Linked DNA regions of Danio rerio: region 2 is linked to region 1. The links are chromatin contacts, called in public Micro-C maps. All regions are on one chromosome and are shown on one strand. The core of a region is the stretch at or near the end of the contact, and the rest is flanking DNA. Distances in the headings are between cores, read along the strand shown. Region 1 overlaps nek3 (NIMA related kinase 3). Region 2 holds the start of LOC110437942 (E3 ubiquitin-protein ligase RNF14-like).

Evidence for each region. Hi-C and Micro-C count contacts between places; a contact is called where the count stands out from the background.
Region 2: a Micro-C map of caudal fin shows a contact between it and region 1, with 19 times the contacts expected there. The contact joins the promoter of LOC110437942 here to the enhancer-like site in region 1. A contact is called at or near these places in 3 of 18 Hi-C or Micro-C datasets (caudal fin, hematopoietic stem cells and an unstated tissue).

Annotation. Positions count from the first base shown.
Region 1 is chr15:3,773,501-3,776,806 of GRCz12tu, forward strand. nek3 (NIMA related kinase 3) reads left to right here. Exons shown (of 14, transcript XM_073924328.1): 12 at 1,195-1,276; 13 at 1,375-1,450. The coding sequence ends at 1,444. Among named protein-coding and RNA genes, the nearest start is that of nek3, 21 kb to the left of the region's middle. Within about 2 kb of position 1,436, at least 5 of the 62 cell types and tissues checked have an H3K27ac peak or open chromatin away from gene starts, as enhancers often do. A contact at or near this core is called in caudal fin, where this site is marked.
Region 2 is chr15:3,938,146-3,941,215 of GRCz12tu, forward strand. LOC110437942 (E3 ubiquitin-protein ligase RNF14-like) reads left to right here and starts at 1,739. Exons shown (of 7, transcript XM_073924361.1): 1 at 1,739-1,820.

The DNA.
Region 1 (3,306 bases), core at 186-2,685:
GTTATATTCAGACTGTTCATCAAATGCACCAAAGCTCCAAAAATACAAACTTATTAAATTAAAAAGGCTAACACAAAGCGTTGAACGTCTAATTCAAAGCAGCAGCAGTGTTTTTGCCATCTCCTGTAGTCCTGTCAGGTTCCTTTACTGAAGAAAAGGGCTAAATACTCTGCAGTTGTAAAGAATAACTGAAGTAAATAATTCAGGACCTTTGAACCCGTCTGTGTGGTTTTAATTTTATTTTTTTAATTGATATTATTAAATATATTGTTATATTTTATATTATAGTTAAATATATGCATATATATATATATATATATATATATATATATATATATATATATATATATATATATATATATACTGTATATATATATATATATATACTGTATGTATATATATATATATATATATATATATATATATATATATATATATATATTGGGGATGTAACGGTATTGTAAATACCGTCATACCGCAATATTAATTTTTTTCGATATTACCGTAGTCGAATGACTCGGTAAAACTATAGGTCTTCTGAGAAAATTTGCTCAGGCGAATGAAGCGAACGAGAGGTAGCGAAAACTACAATTCCCATCAGCCCATGCTTGACCATCATCCCTTGTGGTCTGTTGTCGCTACAGATCCAGTAATGCGGAAATGGAGTGTGCTGCTAGAAGCGGGGATGAAAAAGAGCTGGAAAACTCTAAAGCGGGTGTTGTTGCCGCGCGCGTACTGAATAGCGGTGTTGTCACGCGAGTTCTTATCAGCTGTGTTGTCGCGCGTGTACTGAATAGCGGTGTTGTCGCGCGAGTTCTTATCAGCAGTGTTGTCGCGCGCGTACTGAATAGCGGTGTTGTCAGCACACTGTTCAGATTGATGCAGACGTGAAATTCTGATACCGTTACATCCCTAATATATATATATATATATATATATATATATATATATATATATATATATATATATATATACTGTATATTCATCTATCTATCTACCTATCTATCTATCTATCTATCTATCTATCTATCTATCTATCTATCTATCTATCTATCTATCTATCTATCTATCTATCTATCAATGCTGACTGTCTATCTATATATCTGTCCATCCGTTCATCCATCTATCTGAGCTGACCTTCCGTCCATCCATTCATCCATCTATCTATCTCATACCCGGCTGTTTTGTGTTCAGGTGATGTAGATAGAGTTGACGGATCTGAAAAGATGATCCCAGACTACAGCAGACTGGATCCGCGTTCAGATGATGAAGACACGTGAGTTTCTGCTGTTTTCTCTCTGCCAGTAATTGTGTCTCTTACCTCCACCCAGTCCATTATATCCCAGAATCCTCACATTACTTTCCTGACTGCAGGGATTTTGAAGAGGATTGTCCGCATGACTGGATCAACCACCTAGAGAAAGCGCTTGATGAGCATGACTAATATAATGTGAGTTATTAAATGTGTACGCACCACTTTATTTCTGTTTGATCAGTCTCTTTCTAATACTCTTAATAAATCATAAAAATGTAACAACAGAGTGATTTCGGATTGTTCTTGAAAAGTATTGACTTTCACGTAAACCCTTCACGTGTGATCAAACGTGTGCTGTTTTTACACAACACTGCTGCAACTCATTTGTAATGTGTAATAGTGAGGGTGTCCATGGCAGCACTTCTTTGTTTATTAACAAAAATCAATCAAAGTCAGACTCTGGAAAAGTGTATTTGACTATGGCATGTTAAAGCCGGATAAGTTGAGTCACTAAATAAACAATAAAAAAGCACGCTGTATTAATGTCACCTGTTGAAAACATGTGCGGGTAACATTTGACTTCAAGTCAAAACAAAACATATTCACGCACATACACTAAGCACAGTTTAGCTTTCATTTTGTCAGTTCACCTATAGCGCATGTGTTTGGGCTGTGGGGGAAACCAGAGGACATAGAAGAAACCCACGCCAACATGACATGCGCTTTAAGCGTATTGAATAAACTAAATTGTCCATAGTGGATGAGCATGTGTGTGAATGAGTGTGTATGGGTGTTTCCCAGCACTGGGTTGCGGCTAGAAGGGCATCTTCTGTGTAAAACATATGCTGGAATAGTTAACGGTTCATTCTGCTGTGGCAACCTCTGAAATTAAGACTAAGCTGAAGGAAATGAATGAATGAATGTTTGAGTAAATATTCAACTGCTTATTTAAAAAATTAAAATTGTCATATTTTAAATGCTTAAGAACTTCTTGCTGACTTATGGGTTAATTCTAGTGTTTTGAAGTATAAAGAACGTAAAGGGACACTTAGTATTTTGATATATAATATATATTTGTAATGCTGATTGTGGAGAAAGTGTGTCTCTTTTTCTCGCCACTAGGTGGAACACAGAATATACAGATAAAACTGTTGCAGGGAAATTCAGGAGCTTGCAGGTTAGATTAAATTCTCACCCTGCGGAAATAACCACAGCCTACAACCTCATCAAGAGATGTTGCAATGTTCAGATTTATCATCTTCATATCTTCAAAAGAAACTCTTTCAATGACTGACTTGCGTTTTCCCCACAGATACTTTTCTTAGAGTAATTTGTTCTGTAATAACCATGACACAGATTGGCATCCTACAAATAAATAAAACATACATATATATATATATATATATATATATATATATATATATATATATATATATATATATATATATATATATATATAGTTTTAGAGGTCATCTTTATAATATGTTGTTTTATCAGTGTTGTTTTTATTATTGATTAGATTTACAGAATGGATGGACAGAAAGATGGATGGATGGATAGAAGAATAAGGATGGATTGATAGATAGATAGATAGATAGATAGATAGATAGATAGATAGATAGATAGATAGATAGATAGATAGATAGATAGATAGATAGATAGATAGATAGATAGATAGATAGATAGATAGATAGATAGATAGATAGATAGACAAAAGGAAAGATGGATGGATGGGTAGACCGAGAGATGGATGGATTATTAGATTGATGGATGGATGGATGGATGGAAGGATTAGGATGAATGGATTAATAGACAGAATGATAGATAGATAGATAGATAGATAGATAGATAGATAGATAGATAGATAGATAGATAGATAGATAGATAGATAGATAGATAGATAGATAGATAGATAGATAGATAGATAGACACAAAGAGAGAGATGGATGGATGGATGGATGCATGGATGGATAGAATGGCCTTGTATTGTGGCCAGCCTAAGGCTTACATGTGCAATAATCATGTTCTTTAATCTCAGCATTTAACACAGA
Region 2 (3,070 bases), core at 489-2,988, 160 kb after region 1:
TTGAATATAAATATATTGTATTAATTATATAATAAATATATTATATAAAATTAAATTACATAAATTAATTAAATGGACAAAATCTGGATCTTTTAGCCGTGGGGGATGGTTCGTTCGAACCACCCGAACCCCCCCTGGCTACGGGCATGATACTTTTGGTTTAAAAATTACTTTGATTGAGCACAAAAAAAAATTGTTTATTGAATCTCCCCAAAATTACTTCACCTTATTAAAACCGCAAAAATATATAACCATGTATCTGGCCCTCACCCAGAGCTTACTATTAAGGGGCTTTCTATCAAGGATAAAAATGTAATAACAATTTTATCAGGAATATCCCAACTGCAGATAAAAGTGCTCCTCCAATTGGTTAAATGGAAACAAGCATTCCCTTTATTTTCTCCCAAAAAATCTGGTCAGATATTACAAAATACATAATTCCTAATAAAGTAAAAGAAACTAATTTTAAAATATTCCATAGATATTATCCCTGCAATGATTTTATAAGTAAGTTTAAGGAAGGTTTTTCACCCTTGTGCTGTTTTTTGTACAATGGAACCGGAAACAATTCTTCATTTATTTTTCAGTTGCAGTTACACAAAACGGTTTTGGTCCCAAGTTTCCTCACTACTTTTTAAAGTGTTTTATAAATTTATCAGTATAACTGAGCTAATGGTTTTATTTATGGATTGCAACTCTGGATTACTGGAAATGGACAAAATAACTAAAATTCTTATTTTATTCGGAAAGTATCACATCCACAAAACAAAATGTATGCTGACTACCAAATTGTAAACTATTTTTCATTGATCTAAAACTTTTTTATGATTCCCTCACTGCTATACAAAGTAATACCAAAGCTATTAAGACATCTCAACTACTGGAAAAAATACTTAATGTACACGATTAATTTTTGTTGTTAATTCCATCGTATACTGTTTTATGTATAACTCTGTACACCCCATGTTTGATCAATAAAAAAGAGTGTTCACTGCCTCACTGATCAAACATACGATTCAAGATATTTTGTAACAAAATAAATAAAAAATAAGTGACTCAACTAAAAAAAGAAACACAAACCAGACCTGTTTAATAAATGAGTTCCAACAGTATATTTTATCTACATGTGGCATGTTTCATCACATTTATTCGGGTTAATAGTTTTTATATATTGTTTTTGTGGGGTTTTTTTCATGTTAATGTAACATTTGTGCAGTTTTAAAGAGCAAAAATATATTTTAAATTAAAGTGGATTAACATGTGTTTTTTTTTTTTATTTGTTTATTTTAAGTTTCACTGTTTTTTCGCACACAATCATCTGCCCACTAGTGGCGTAAATTACACAGTGTGCCTTTAAAGGGGTGGTCCACTATCACATTTTTAACTTTAGTTCATTGATGTGTAATATAGCTGTGTGACCCAGCCGACGCTCGAACCAGCAACCTTCTTGCTGTGAGATGAAAACGCTACCCACTGTACCACCGTGCTGCCCTAACTGAGAATAAGTAGTATGAATATCACCACCGTAGCTCATTCCTGAACGGAGGAATAATTGTCACAACTGCCCCATATTCCCTAAGGTTGCAACTGTCCCCATTCCCTAAACAAACACACATAGCCTGCATTTCAAACTGGAAATTCTAATTTAAAGTCTAAGTCAACCAAATAAACATGTCTACTACAACTAACGTTTCTATGCATGTCTTTTTATTTATTTATTTATTTTGCCTTTACGTCATCGCTTTACAGCCAGTAGTGACGGTATTACTCCACCTGCTGTAGCAAGTGAAGCTGTACCTGCTAAAGCAAGGAGAAACCAGGTAGCATAGAGCTTTATTTACTCTTCTTGACCTATTCAGAATAAATAATAAGTGTGTAAAAGGAGTGAACCAATGTTTGACAGAACTTTAATTTGTCTTGTAGCCTAGTTTATTTTGACAACTACTGTAAGTAGTCTGGATAACCTATTTCCTGGGTTGTTTTAGATTTCAACTAAATATTACAGTTAGTTCAAATAATATTAAACAACTGTATATTATTGTGTATAATATAAGAGCATGTTAATACGAGTCATTGTCCGGATTTTTAATGTGGCACCGAATTGTTGATTCATGAAAGAATCGGCTCTACGAACCGACTCCTTTAAGTGAAGTGGTGAGAGTCAAGAGAAGATGATTCGCTTGCGTTTGATGCTTGTACACTACTTTATATCAGTAGCAAACATTTGATATTTAACCAGGCTGAATTATAAAAGGCAGAAGTAAACTAAGAGCCGTTCGGGAGTCGAAAGAGTTGGTTGAGGTAAATGATTCCCATCAGTAGTTCGGATGCGGAAGCTGACTGTGTAAGGGACCGTCTAAAAGTTATGTCCATTTTTGTAAAACGTCGGCGCGGCACTAATTACAAACTTATACACAATAGTTAAAACATCACTTTCACATTCTTATTGTTTCTCAGTGTGATATTTACATAATAATAGTTTACAGAGGAGTTCGTCAATTCCTCCTAAAGGTCTCATAAAATTAAAATAAAGATTTTTTGTTATTGTCAGTATTGTTAGTTTTAAATATGTCTATAAGCTAGTGTGCTCCAAAACAGTGACAAAATTACTTCTCATTTGTTCTTCATTCGCACTTGAGCTCAACCACTCTCACTTGGTAGAGCGGGGGAAAAGCAAAATGCTATTGGCTGTTTTTAAAAGGGGGAGGAGCTACACTATGTCCTATGTTTAACACACCTGAATAAGCTAATCAAGATCTTACTTGAATCTCCCAAACAGATGTGTTAAAGAGTCCTTTTATGCATTATAAAAGGTCATACTTTGGTTTTAGGGGTCTGTAACAACAGGCTGATATGCATGCAAAATCAAAAAAACACTTTTAGTGTCTTATATAGATTTATTTTTACCTAAACAAAGGACTCCCATATCCCATATTTTTTATCTTAATGACTCCTGAATGATTTGTTTAGAGATTCATTTTATTCAAAACCACTCCTTTGTGTGACGATAATCTGCAGTGATTGATCTGATGACCCAGTCTGTTGTGATTGGTCAATTGTGTTTGCAGTT